3 separate regions of the Zea mays genome follow, and regions 2 and 3 are each linked to region 1. Evidence: chromatin contacts called from public Hi-C data. All regions are on one chromosome and are shown on one strand. Each heading gives the region's core, a stretch centred on a gene start, on an enhancer-like site or on the middle of the called end of the contact. The rest is flanking DNA. Distances are from core to core; before and after follow the strand shown. Region 1 holds the start of LOC103641988 (subtilisin-like protease 1). Region 2 holds the start of R-S (seed color component at R1). Region 3 holds the start of LOC100273486.

The links. A called contact is a pair of places that touch in the nucleus more often than the background predicts.
Region 2: a contact with region 1 is called in a Hi-C map of leaf, with 4 times the contacts expected there. The contact joins the promoter of R-S here to the promoter of LOC103641988 in region 1. A contact is called at or near these places in 3 of 25 Hi-C or Micro-C datasets (all in leaf).
Region 3: a Hi-C map of ear shows a contact between it and region 1, with 1.6 times the contacts expected there. The contact joins the promoter of LOC100273486 here to the promoter of LOC103641988 in region 1. A contact is called at or near these places in 2 of 25 Hi-C or Micro-C datasets (ear and leaf).

Annotation. Positions count from the first base shown.
Region 1 is chr10:140,929,109-140,934,077 of Zm-B73-REFERENCE-NAM-5.0, reverse strand. It overlaps LOC103641988 (subtilisin-like protease 1), which reads left to right and starts at 2,059. Exons shown (of 1, transcript XM_008665292.3): 1 at 2,059-4,819. The coding sequence starts at 2,188. The coding sequence ends at 4,566. It also overlaps the pseudogene LOC103642894.
Region 2 is chr10:141,184,844-141,189,812 of Zm-B73-REFERENCE-NAM-5.0, reverse strand. It overlaps R-S (seed color component at R1), which reads right to left and starts at 2,318. Exons shown (of 9, transcript NM_001111869.2): 1 at 1,951-2,318; 2 at 1,646-1,804. The coding sequence starts at 1,797.
Region 3 is chr10:141,078,008-141,082,976 of Zm-B73-REFERENCE-NAM-5.0, reverse strand. LOC100273486 reads left to right here and starts at 2,820. Exons shown (of 17, transcript NM_001147923.1): 1 at 2,820-2,993; 2 at 3,074-3,166; 3 at 3,660-3,727; 4 at 4,820-4,901. The coding sequence starts at 2,978.

The DNA.
Region 1 (4,969 bases), core at 810-3,309:
TGCTTCAATTCAGAACTTTGGTGTTGTGTCTGTGGATGAGAGTCAAAATGTTGCTAACCTTATCAAACATGGGCCACTGGCAAGTAAGTAAAAGATAAAGAATCTGTTGAAATACATAGAATTCAATATCAAACAATGAAATCGTTGATGCGCGTTCTCTGTTTCATGCAGTTGGCATCAATGTTGCCTACATGCAGACATACATCGAAGGCATGCCATGTCCATACATATGTGGAAGACACCTAGACCATGCTGTTCTCCTTGTTGGCTATGGCGCAGCTGGTTTTGCCCCCATCCGCCTCAAGGACAAGCCTTACTGGATCATCAAGAACTCGTGGGGCATGAACTGGAGGGAGAACGAATACTACAAGATATGCAGGGTTCCAACATTTGCAACAAGTGCGGTAACACCATTCATGTATTAACAATCAAAAGTGTGATAAATATGACACAAACCTCCATCAAAATCGGTTCAATATTGGTTGTTGGTAAAGATTTTAGCGAGGTTGATGACAATATATATATTGTTTATTTTCATGTAATCGTTGTGAATTAATATTTCATTGAATGATTTATATTCTATCGCAATGCACGATACTCTACTATCATATATAGAGCTAATGGTTGTAATGTGCTGGTGAAATAGTTAGATTAAAATAACAATATAACACATATTTATACATAATTTACTGTGGTATTATACGTTTCCGTTGCAACGCACGGGCACTCACCTAGTTAAGCTAATATGATTTTTATACGGATTATATGTGTGTATACTATTGTTGGTAATACGATGAAGATATTTATGTGCTACATTTATGTTATAGGGAAAAGGGTGAAGAGCGTGTTATAAGTCGCAGAGTAGAAACATAGTCCGGTGATACATATAATTAGTTTTCATCCTTCACCCTACAAATTTAAAATAGACTTATATCTGGATTTTTGAAAATGATGCAATGTCATATTCCAAGCCAAATAAGCTACTTTATTAAGTAGATTTCAATTCTTCCAAAATGAAATGATCCAAATAGACTTAAGGTATGTTTGGTTCCTTTAGTGCAGGGATTAAAGTTTAGTTGCAGTCTAAAGTTTAGTCCCTACCCTATTTGGTAACAGAGACTAAAAGTATTTAGAACGTATTAAATGACTCATAAGAAATAATGTCTCTTAACATTCTCTGTGTAACTAAAATAAATGGTGGAATTAATATGGTTTAATCACTTATAGTCACCCCTTGAGAGGCTAGAGATAAGCAATTTAGTCCATGTTTTAGTTCCATCGTTTGATAATTTAGGGACTAAAATAGAATGACTAATCTTTAGTTTCTGAAACCAGACAAGGTCTTAAGTGAAAAATAAAAGTACTAAAAACATATGAGAAAACACATAAGAATTACATGGCATTAGAGCCGCTAATTAGACTTAAGAAACCAACCAACCACAGTTCCATGACTATCTCTTCAGTCATAAATTTTTAGTCAGCCATACCCAACCGAGAAGCTTAACAATTTCCTAAATTACATGATTTAGTTCTTAACTGTTAGAGCTCAATCATTTTTAGTGTTCTGAACACTTTAAATGATATAATATTTTAATTTTTAGGACACTATTTGGAGGCATCTTATTGATGATGCTCTATGACGGCGGTAAACTTTATATTTGTTAGTTTGATGTTTAGGCTCTAAGACGGCCCTAAACTTTAATTTGCTCAAGATTTTAGACTGTTACGACATTATTATTTTTTACTTTATGGTGTGCTTCTGTAGCTTTTATGAACTTTTATTAGTTATTTACTTGATGGGAACTATCTGGTCGCATATACACCCAATTTGAAAATCTTGCGTTTGATGTGGTAGAGCCGTAGAGGCAGCTCGCTAGCTTTGAAAACTTTAGTGTCATGCAAAATTAAACAAATCCTTTTTCCGAGGTCCCATATATATGCATGCCATAGTTAGGAGAGGCGTACATCTCTCGTCTCCATTTCCTCCGCAAGAAGTTGTGTGGTCAGGAACAGGACCAAGCAAACACAAATCTTTGCATCCATTCCCTATTTTAAGCCACACCACCACTTTACCACAGAACGCTTAGCCACTTTTAGAGCACAAGAACAAACCTGCAAGTGCAAGAGGCATGTAGCGCACCTCGTCGTAGTGTCATCTCCCTCCCATTTCGTTCCGCCACACCCCCCATGGACAATCCAATCCACACAAGGTTCACGCTACCGTGTCTTGGCCTCCGCGCTGCCGCGGCCGTGCTCCTCCTCCTCCTCCTCCTGTCCCCGGCGGCGATCACTCCGGTCGCGAGCCACAATGACCACGGCGAGCACAAAAACTACCTCGTCATTGTGCGCAGCAGGTACGAGTACGACAAGAATGTGCACAAGAACGTGTCGAGCTGGCACGCGTCGCTCCTGTCGTCGGTGTGCGACACTGCCAAGGAGGTCCTAGAAGCGGACCCGACCGCCATTAGCCGGCTCATCTACTCCTACCGCACCGTCGTCAACGGCTTCGCCGCCCGCATGACGCCGGAGGAGCTGGACAAGATGTCCAAGATGGAGTGGTTCGATCGAGCCCTCCCCGAGCAGACGTTTCACCTCCTGACCACGCGCACGCCGCACATGCTCGGGCTCATGGGCGGCCGACGGCACGGCGGCCTGTGGAACACAAGCAACATGGGCGAGGGCGTCATCATCGGGATCCTCGACGACGGCATCTACGCCGGGCACCCGTCGTTCGACGGGGCCGGGATGCAGCCGCCGCCGGCCAAGTGGAAGGGCCGGTGCGACTTCAACAAGACGGTGTGCAACAACAAGCTCATCGGCGCGCGGTCCTACTTCGAGTCGGCCAAGTGGAAGTGGAAGGGCCTCCGCGACCCGGTGCTCCCGATCGCCGAGGGGCAGCACGGGACGCACACGTCCAGCACCGCGGCCGGCGCGTTCGTGCCCAACGCCAGCGTCTTCGGCAACGGGCTCGGCACGGCGGCCGGCATGGCCCCGCGCGCGCACATCGCGTTCTACCAGGTGTGCTACGAGGACAAGGGCTGCGACCGGGACGACATACTGGCAGCGGTGGACGACGCCATCGGGGACGGCGTCGACATCCTGTCGCTGTCGCTTGGCCACGAGGATGCCATCGACTTCTCGGACGACCCCGTCTCGCTCGCCGGGTACACGGCGATCCTCAACGGCGTGTTCATCTGCGCCGCGGCGGGCAACACCGGCCCGTCCCCCTCGACCCTCGTCAACGAGGCGCCGTGGCTGCTCACCGTGGGCGCCAGCACCACCGACAGGAGGTTCTTGGCCTCCGTAAAGCTTGGGGACAACGTCCAGATTGACGGCGAGTCGCTCAACGACCCTAACACCACCATGGGCGACCTGGTCCCGCTGGTGCGCGACGTGTCCGATGGCCTGTGCGTCAACGGGAACGTGCTGAAGGCACAAAACGTCTCCGGAAAGATCATCATCTGCGAAGCCGGCGGCGATGTCAGCACCGCGAAGGCCAAGATGCTAAAGGGCATCGGCGTGGTCGGAATGATCGTGGTGACCCCGGAGTTGTTCGGTCCGGTAATCATCCCGAGGCCGCACGCCATCCCGACGGTGCAAGTCTCTAACGCGGCGGGGCAGAAGATCAAGGCCTACATCCACAAGGCGCGGGGCCCGACGGCGACGTTCGTCTTCAAAGGGGCAGCGTTCAACACCCCAAGGTCGCCGATGGTGGCGCCCTTCTCCTCGCGGGGCCCGAACAGGAGGAGCCGTGGGATTCTGAAACCCGACATCATCGGCCCCGGGGTGAACATCATCGCCGGCGTGCCCTCGATCGAGGACGTGGACCTGCTGCGCAACGCGGAGGTGCCCAGGTTCGACATCAAGTCCGGCACGTCCATGGCCGCGCCGCACCTGAGCGGGATCGCCGCGCTGATCAAGCACGCGCACCCGACCTGGTCGCCCGCGGTCATCAAATCGGCCCTGATGACGACGGCGGAGCCTAACGACAACCTCCGGAAGCCGATCCAGGACGTCAACGGCAGGCCGGCGAACTTGGTCGCCATTGGCGCCGGCCACGTGAACCCGAAGAAGGCCATGGACCCTGGCCTCGTGTACAACATGACGGCCATGGGCTACGTGCCGTACCTGTGCGGGCTCAACTACACGGACGACAAGGTGAGCACGATCATCTACCCGGAGCCGCCGGTGTCGTGCGCCAAGCTGTCAAGGCTCGAACAGGACGACCTCAACTACCCGTCCATCACCGTCATCCTCAACCAGCCGCCCTTCACCGCGAAGGCCAACCGCTCCGTCACGAACGTCGGCGCGGCCAGCTCGACGTACACCGTGGAGGTGAACGTGCCGGCGTCGGTGACAGTGGAGGTGAACCCGCCGAAGCTGACTTTCAAGGCGCTGGAAGAGGTCCTGAACTACTCTGTCACAATCAAGTCGGCCAACGGCCAGGCGCTTACCGGCCCTGTCGAGGGGGAGCTCAAGTGGTTGTCCGGCAAGTACGTCGTGCGCAGCCCGATCCTCGTCACTAACGAATCCGGGCCCTCGCCGGCGGAGACACGTAAACCGTAACCCTCGATAGCAGCTGGCAAATGCCTACTTATTACGTACATGGTAACGATTAGTTTGCCATATGAGCCAGCGCTTGAAATCGATGGGATTGTGAGCTTCATTCACTTTTGATTCGGTAGACTAAATTAGGCATGCAGATGCAGAGCAAATCCCTCCATTTGTGGTGGAAGTGAGAGATACATATATAATTACCTCCTTGTTTTTTTATATATTTATTATTAAGAAATTCCTGACGAATTTATTACAAGTTTAACAACGTCGTGGTTCTACCATTAACAATGTCGAGTAATTCATATTTTATATTGCATGACCAACTTTGGCCACAGGCTATGGGGCAAAGCCGGGTACGAAAACCAAATGTATCCTCGTTTACCAATTGTGGTTTATCCGGTTTTTATCATAA
Region 2 (4,969 bases), core at 1,069-3,568, 260 kb before region 1:
TTTTGTTGTTGTTGAGTATTTATTAGTTTCATCAAAGAAGAACAGAATCACTGTTATTTGCTACAAAATGTGAAAGAAGAATTTTCTAGAGAGATAGAATAACAATGGATCTTGCTAAGTTAATAATTACTCTCGTGAGAACACATATATGGTGGTACGAATCTAATAAATCAATGTCAAAAGCTATTGACTGAGTAGCATTCCCTTATGAACATACATTTGCAAAATACTGATGAGGTCCCGTTTGGTTTGAGTCCTATTTTAGTACCATTTATTCACTAAATTGCCAAACGATGAGGCTAAAATTGGGACTAAACTGTTTTTGTCTCTGGTCCCTCAAAGGGTGACTAAAATGGACTAAATCATATAAATTCCACATTTTGCTACTCATTTATTTCAGTTGCACTAATAGCGGGAGAATGCTAAGGGGTATTTAGTCCTTTATTGATTCATTTAATGTGTTTTGAATAGTTTTAGTCTCTAGAACCAAATAGGATAGAACTAATCTTTAGTCTAAAGGGACCAAACAGGGCCTAGTTAAGTCACAAAACTACTACGCTGGGATGATCACGAAAGCAAGCAAATAATAGTTTAAATACCAAACACGATCTAGACCGTACCGATGTTCTCGTTACCCAACACTTTCACATTCGAATTTAAATAAATAACTAAAACACACTTCTACTTTTGTCACGCATTTGTAAAAAAACAATACAGTTCACGTTTAGATACATAAATTACAGCTGCACATAGAACAATTAATGAAAAGACCACCACTTGTCACGTTAGGAACCAAGCATACATACCTTTTAAAAAAAGGAACCAGACATGCAGACGCATGCCCCGTGCGGTTGCATGCATGTTAGATCCAATTGGTAGACATTTACCTAAAACTTTGCTTATTTCTCTATTTATCAAACTAAAAAAATGTCTATCTAGATTGACGGTCTATAATTAGCTAGGAGTATCATAGGTCATAGCAAAGCCTAATAATAAATGGGTTTAGTTTCCGGTTGCTCATACGTACACTCTACTAGTCTACTTGCATAGTTTCAGCTCATAACTGTGGTATTACAAGTGGAAAAATAAAAAATGGGAGTTTCCGGGCTTGGTAATGGTAACACTGCATATAGCTACAACTACAACGGCAAAGAAAGGAGAGTTTAATTGACCACGTAGGGCTTATTCGGTTATCTTCCAATCTATGTGGATTTAGTGAGAGTATATGAGTTTAAATTTCAAGTAAATTAATTTTTTTCTTAATTTTTTTTCAATATAATTTAATTCATGTGAAATGGGAATAACCGAACAAGCCGTAGAGAGAAGAGAACACACGCGGCCACACAGGACGCATGATTTGAAAATCGGTCCAGTACTCTCTTAAATCGAGATTGAACAGTAGCAAAGTACTATCATTAACTAAATTGGATATAAAACCTGGCGACATCATTGCAAACAAAAAGGCTCAAGCCTTTTCTGCAAAAAAAAGTTTAAGTAAATGCTCTTTATTTGATATGTATGCGCTGGGAGCCTGGGATCTATAAAAGCTCAGGCAAATGATGCGACGATGATCATCATTCAGCAAAACTACAGAAAACTGCCAACCAAATATCAACTGTACATAATTAATAAGACTTTAATTTACCCTGGTTGAGTGTCTGAAATGGACCAGAAGAGGGCGTAGCTCCAGTTGATGCTCCTGGCGGCTGCAGCAAGCTGGCTCCTCATCAGCTGCCTCTCAGCAGGTCGTTGCAGCAGTTCTTCCGCCTGCTGAACTCGGGAAGCTGAAAGCGCCATCACGCGCCTGCTGAAGCCAGAAAGTCAACGAAGAAGATTAGAAGAATATAATTCTAGCTCGTGCATGCAATTTGCAAGTAACCATTTTCGTTTTGTGCCAGCTGATACTGTGTGGTCTGTAGTCTGTACTCGCTTCTATGTGAAGGAACGAACCTATCTGCGAAGAGTACAACAACTCGATTCTAGATCAGTATTATATTGCTTATTATCTACTGATCATCAGACGATGCCTCGTGAACCGGCGGACGAGGGGCATGCGTATGCTGGAAAGACGTAGAAGGAAGAAACTAGAGAAGCAACGAAGCAATGCAAGAACTTCCATGCGAAGGGTAGAGAAGAACCGGAGGAGCTCTCCTCCGCGCTAAGGGGATCGAACGCCTATGCCATATGGGTGCAAGTAGGCATATATATAGACATCCACGTACACTCTATGTTGGCAATAATGGCGACCTCTTGGTAGCTAGTGAGGAGCGGACGACGAAGACGGGGTAGATGCCTACAGATATGCCACGAACCTTGGGATCCAAGATGGGTTTAATTTATGGACAGAGCTCCAAGTGACCGAGCAAGACGGTGATGGAAGTAGACCCTCTTTGTCTTTGGTGGAGCTCTGGTTGAGTTTAGCTTCTGTAACACTACTGCTGTTCATGTACAGTTTAAGCACTACACGACCCCTCTTTTTCTCTCTCTCTATAGCTCCTTTCTTCTTCTTTCGTAGTCAGTAAAGTCATTTTTTCTTCATCAGAATATCAGATCTAAGTTCTCTGACGCTATATATAATAGCGCCACCACTCATATTATAGCACTGCTTTGGCCCCTAAGCGTGTGTTTGGCTAGCGAGTTGATGATGGTTGGGACGGGTTCAACCCACAACAACCCTTGTTTGGTTCAAAAAGCTCGTGGGTTATAAGTGTTAATCAGGAAGATCGAGACGTGTTTGCATTTGCCACCACATCACTGTATCGAGACTGCTTCCATTTATACTTTTGGATGAACTTGAGCAGTGTAGTAGAAGATAAAAACCGTGTTTTTAGCTTCTGGTTGCTTTTCTGCATAGGCTACATCCGGTTGAAAAGTTAGACAAAGACAATGCTTACAACCTCTCACACTCACATGCCTTTCAATGAAATTTGGAATCCGCTGCAACATCCGATAAATCTTGAAAATTTCAAATGGTATCTATTTCATATATGTTTCTAGCATCATGAGTGACCGTTGTTTGGGTAGTTCACCTTGTTTACCTGTTACTGGCACTTAGTTGATTTCCTACTTATTATATGCTTAGTGCTATCTTTGTGATGAACACCTCTTTAAAATGTTTAAAACTGAATCAAAATACTTACACTTCACATATCTTGTGCATATGATCAGTTTGAGCATCTGCTAGCACGTGCATTTATTGATGCACACTTAGCACAACACCACTTAGAACATTTTTACACTTTGACTGGTATACTCCTGAAGCTCCTGCATTTTCTCCATTTCCTACTCTCTGTTGCATTTCTGCATTTTCTCACGGGGACTTCTCTTGTCGAGGGGAAGTTTTTCTTTCTACCCTTGTTTGTGCCTAATGAGGTCACTTGTCAACAAAAGTGAGAGATTTTGAGATTTCCCAGTTCCTCTATCAAGGGGGAGAAATTTTGTCGTTCGAGCTTCCTCTCATCCAAGGGGGAGAGATGTGTTATTTGGAGATGTTGGTCTTTGTGAGAGATTTTTTGGAGTATTATGACAGGGGAGGAGAATTGAGCCTTTTGGAGATTTTTGCTAGTTCTGTTGAGTTGTTTGCCTCTTTCTAGAGAAACTAGCTTTGATTTTAGCTTTTGTGCTGATTTTATGCCCTGGATTGGTTTTTATGCTCCAATAAAGCTTTTTGTGCTCCGATGAGATTTTGGCTTCTCGCTAGTGGTGTTGAGCCCTACTTTTGCCTCTTATTGAGGGCTAACCTTTTTCTCGCTTAGTCGTGTTGAGTCATTGCCGTTTTCTTTGGGGACAAAGTTTTGCTTACTCCAAATGACTTATATGGATTTTATCTGGCTTTTGGTCATTTGAGTGAGTTTCTCTTCTTCTTCCTCTTTATGTTTACATATACTCATATGGTGGTATTGACAATGCACTCATCAAGGGGGAGATTGCGAACACAAGGTTGACTTGATCCTTGTGGTTTGGGTTGATGATGAGTTAGCACTATGGGGTAGTAAGTGGACTGACCAGAGTGTGAGATTATGCTTGTGCAACCATGTCGGTCGGCTTGTGGTGTGTAGGTGTGGATCATAGGGACGGTGGTCGACGGCTGAGGTGAAGGTCATGCGGGCTCGTGCTGATAGACCGGGAGCGGTGAAGGACGAGTACTGGGTCTTGATTGATGGACCAGAGTAGTCGGGTGACCAGCCACAGTGGTTGTCACCCAGCACATGCACTCGCGCGAGGACGTAGTGGAGTGGACCGTGTTGTTGCCATGGTCAAGGACTGGCGGGACACACATCTGGTCGTGGAGGACATGCACGAGGTGCGGTGCTCATGACAAGTTTGGTGGTTTGGGCCTCAAAACCACCCATCGCTACAGATGGTGGATTTTTCTGAGTTTGGGCCTCAAAACTCGGCGTAGGCGGTTCCGGAGAGAACGATGGCGGTTCGTGGCGTGATCGTCGAGGGTGCGTCAAGGCGAAGTAACTCCGTGTGAAGGACGTGGCCGTCAGATCGAAAACCTAGGGGTTGGTCCATTTCGCCTCGGTGGAGTGGATATACTCTATGTAAAAAGGGTAGTTTTGGATGTGAGAATAACCCTCTATAAATAGAGCAGAGGGCTGGATAGTTTGGTATCTCTTGGTTGTCATTTTGTTTGAGACTACTCATTTAGAACTCTTAGTTTTCTCTCTAGGTAGACATCTGTTGAGTCGAGAGATCCACAGTGATTTTGTACTATCGACTGTGATCTTGTGATCAGAAAGTTTAATCGAAGGAAGGATCGTTGGTACGTCCACAACGTTTGTTTACATCTTCATATCAGTTTTACATACTTGCTGAAATTTGGAGTTGTTTTGGTCACTTGTTCTTCCCTTCCCCCTCTTGTGTTTTCGGTGGAAAACATTTGATTTGAGAGGATTTGGTTTGGTGATTGATTGGTGGTGAGTTGCACTTAGGGGTGGTAACGGGCCATTTAATTTAGCCTAGC
Region 3 (4,969 bases), core at 1,571-4,070, 150 kb before region 1:
TACTTGCTAGTGCTTTATGTGGTTTTGGGTATGAAGATACATTATTCATGATCACACTTTTATTATCTATTTATTATTACTGTTCATGATAAGATCATTATGTTAATTGGAACATGGAGCGACCACCCGAGAAAACAGTGCTACCACAAGAGTTTAATGGGACGCCCTTGACTGATTAATTAGGAAAGCTAGTGGAAGACTACCTTACCCGAAAGGGGCAAGGGAAGTAGGGGAGTGGTCAGTGTGGGGAGGTCCTTGGGATGATTTTGCTGCGATAGCGATCATGCGAGGGATCCCTGCATTGGAGCTTCCTATAAACTGTAGCGGGTTTTCTGAAGCTAGTTGAACTTTGTAAAGGCCTCGTAGTGTTACCCTGCCTCGCCTCCTCGGTAGAGGTGTATGGGAAGTCGCGATCCCTTGACAGATGGGTAACATGACTTGTGGGTAAAGATGTGCAACCTCTGCAGAGTGTAAAACTGGTATACTAGCCGTGCTCACGGTCATGAGCAGCTCGGACCCTCACATGATTAATTTATGGAACTAAATTCAATTTGTCATATGCATTGCATCGCAGGTGATGTTATTACTTTTCTTAATTGGGTTGGTATTTACTTATACTTAGTAACTGCTAATAAAATTTTGACCAACTTTAAAAGCAATTCTCAGCTCTAACCATTTTCTTTGGTAAGCCTTACACTTCACATGAACTTCCACCTTTGGCGAGTTCATTCACATTATTCCCCACAACTTGTTGAGCGATGAACGTATGTGAGCTCACTCTTGCTGTCTCACACCCCCCACAGGTCAAGAACATGTACCACAGGATGAGGCACATGGAGGATGCTGTGATGTGTTCGTGAGAGACCTAGGCCGTCGTCTCCCAGTCAACTTTGGGTTGCTGGACCGTTGTCTCCTTATAATGTATTTATTTATTTATTTTGTATAGAACTCATATTATATAGTAAAGTTGTGACATTCGATCCTGTGCCATGATTCATCATATGTGTGAGACTTGGTCCCAGCACCTGGTGATTATGTTCGCGCCCGGGTCTTGGTGCTCCGAAACCCGGGTGTGACAGCGTCGCAGCAGTCGGCATATGCTACGGAGTTGGTGGTGGTGTTGTGTCGCTCGGTGGGTCCAGGACTAGGAAGGCACTCGCATTCTCTCGCCCTTCTCGGACTGACGCCTGGTGCGGGTGCCTCTAGGTTTAGAGCTACTCCGGCCGGGCTTCTTTCTCTGCTTGCGTGCTCTCTCCCTATATGTATCTAGCGGTATATTATCTATGTCGACTCCAGATGCCCAGGTCTTCACCGTGTCCTTCTCCGGCAACGAATATATATGCCCGCCTCTTCCCTTCCCTTCGTACCCTACGAAACCTTAGAAATGGGGGAGGCAACGGATGGTGGTCCCTAATTTACTGCCTATGGTACGCGTTCGATGGCTCGGCGTCGCCTGTCTACATGACCTTTCCCTTACCACGGTGTCGACTCGGTATGCTTCTACCACTTCTATATACAAGTCACTCATCCTTCTGTTATTGCAAAAATTATTGTGTTGTTCCTTTGTTGTTTTGTGTGTTAGTTTTTTGTTGTGGTAAGGACTGAACATAATTTGGGTGTGTTAATACTTTATTTATTGTCTGCACATGGTTTGTGTTCTTCTGATGATGGCTCATGGATCCTGCAAAATATGTGTTAGGATTTGGAGATCCATACGAACACTACCCATGGTGCTTGTCCCTTGTGGTGTTGGCTCTTGCATGTATTAGGTCGTTTCTGAGACCACATTGGTGCAATGGACTCCATGGTGTTTGAGGCTGCTGAATCGGATGGAGCAGCAATGATTTGTCATGCTAACAGTAAAAGAAAAGATTATTTGTTGGTTTTAAACGTTAGTAATTGCTACGAAGTACTATAATTTGTATAGAGCACATCTAGTTTGTATTGATGCCTGACTTTAGCAACCACTCAATATTTTGATCTATCTTTTTATAAGTTTGAGTTCATGTGGCTTATTTTAGAAACTCGAGCTCACAAACTTCATCTTATTTGGTCTCTGTATGGTGGAATCATGTCATTCTACAATTTCTGTTCGTTCAGTCAGTCATTGTGAACTCTATTTTAATCGCTCTTTTCATTGGCCGTGTTGTACGAAGACATATTGGATGGAGTAAACAACAACATTAGTAAGTCAAATAAAAAAATATTATGCAGAGAGCGAAGACAATTAATAAAAAAACTTGAGATCTTTTTTGTGAATAGTTTACGTGGGTATTGTTGTAAACCATCGCAATACACGAGCAACTGACTAGTATATTATAAAGTACACGTTTCGAAGATCTACCTAGTCCTGCACATTTAAATGCTAAAAATGCTAAAATTATGCATAAATGAGAGATATAAAATCATGGCTATTGGCTCTAAACTCACAACCACACACCTAACCAAACAAAATATATATGTATATAAATGAAAACTAGTGTTGCTCGGTTTTCTATCTTTTTAAAGAGGTTTTATCTATAATTAAAAATTTATTTTAATCTGCCTGTTCAATCTAATTCGCAACGGAATCGATTCTGTAACGGAATCTGTAGCACGTGAGCTAACCTGGATGTTGGAGAATCCGTTAGAATGAAATATTATATATAGAGTTTAATCTTTATGAAAGGATAAATAAAAAGTTAAATTAAGAGTACAAAATAAAGAGATTTTTGGAGAGGTCTAAGATCTTCATCCGCTAGGGAATTGCCCGCTAATTGGAGTCTCTCCCGTAGTCCCGTGTTTGAGTTGTTCTCTCATCTCCATCTTCGCAACGACCACGAATTCCACGGCCAACCAATCTCTGGTCTATCGCTCTCTTCTCCTTGTCTTTAAATCTGAGACTTTTTTTTGTTCGCGTCCTCCGCCCTCAACCGTAGCCACCTCGCTGCCCCTGCCGCCGACACCCCTGCTCGCCGTTGCTGCAGCCGCACAGGCGATGGATCATGAAGAAGGTAAAGCAGCGCCAACGCGGACCTCGCCGAATTTGAGTGCGATCTGGCTAATCTGGGGCCTGGTTGCCATTGGTGTGCAGTGACCGAATTCCTGGGCCAGGTGCCCCTCCTGCAGTGCCTCCCGGGTTCCTCTATCCGCAGAATCGCGGAGGCCGTCCAGGTCAAGAACTACGGTACGTACCTAGCGCGTCCGTGGGCGCTACTGTGCGCTAGCAGGCTGGATCGATTATCGTTTGATCAGTTTCTTGTGTTTGAGGTGGATACCCTGTGCTTACTCTGTGATATGGTATCAGTTTGTGCTTTTGGAAGTGGACGTGCCCTCGGACGGAGTGAGAAACTGACTTTGTGCTAAGCTCACGAAGTATTTGCGGGTGTTTATTGTTAGTCTATGTATGAGATTACAAGAAAATTCAAGTTTCAGATGTAACCCAATGCGAACATAGCTCGGGGAGAAAGAGGGTGGTGGTCTTTCTGTCAAAGCTCTAACCAGTAGTCCATAATGCATGGATTATGTTTAATTTTAATTGTTTGACCCTTGGTGCCTGCTTAATGTGCTCCCATTATATAAGGCTCTACTGGTTAAAATAGGATTTTATTTTTTCTGTCATTGAAAGTGGTGTGGCGTCAAGGTGAATAATATTTGGCTCTGATACTGGTACGTTGCAGAACCTGGTGACTATGTCGCTCGCGAAGGTGAACCTGTCAATGGCCTTTACATCATAGTGGATGGCCAGGTAAAATTTATGGAAATTCTTGCTTTTGTAGGTTCTATGCATACATGTACAACTTTAGATGGTTAAGCTAAAGAGTTATATGCGCTAAACGTTTCTTGTAGTGTCCCTTTTCACCTCACGGTTACCACCCATCTTCATGGTTACCACCCATCTTCTGAGCTGATGTTTCATTGAATCTGCGCTGGAACAAATAAATGTTCATAAAAGAAACTTCTATACTTCAATTCCACCCATCTTCAGTGTTGATGATTATTTGATTCTGTACTGGTGCGCAGTAGGTTGTAATACCATTGAAAAATACCCAACATGGATATATCACATCAGTAATTGAATACTCATTTGAAACAGGTGGACCATAATTTAGCATGGCTTTTCTTTCTATATTGATCCCTAGTAGATTGCAAAAGAACAACTTTTGTAACAATGACTGTTTGTTTTGTTCTTTCATACAACTTTTATAACAATGACTGTTTGTTTTGTTCTTTCGGTGAAAGACTTAAACTTGACTGAGTGAAGAACAATTTTTATAACAATGATCTTCCTTAACTTTTCCTACCCTAACTCTATTATATTATTAATTTGTCGTGCTGCTGCTTTCATACCTTAAAACTCGGCCGGGGAGGGAAAGACCGCCCTCCCGGTATTATATTTAAGAAGAGACTGAAACAATAGTCCCGGCCGAGAAAATCCCCGAACCCTGGCCCCCCATCACTAACGGGCCGGCGTCAACTGTCCACTCTGCAACGGCCCAACCGGAGGGTGGCGCACAGGACATCGTAACCCGAGAGCGGATGGGGCACAGCGAGGGGATTTTTTTAACCAAGCCTGAAAATTCGCTCCCGGGAGGAATCGAACCCAGGACTTGGAGGTGCTACTCGGAAGTCCTTAACCACTAGGCTAGAGGCCCTTTCGCGCTGCTTTCATACCTTAAACTCGTTATTTTTGCTTTGAAATGTGTTAGTATCAACAAGAAAATATGCTGGAATTACATGTACCTTGTTATTTACCATAGTAGGAGTGGGGGCAGAAGCTGATTCTATTTTTAGCAGTAATATTTTCTGCTACTTCAATGACATCCTCATTATCCTGAAGGCTGAAGTTTCTGCACCTGCGAATGCAGAAGAAGCAAATCGCCCAGACTATGTGTTAAATAAGTACGACTACTTTGGTTATGGTAAGACATTTCATGTCATGATAATTTGGTTTAATTATGTTCAAACTCATTCTGCATGAAAAGATATA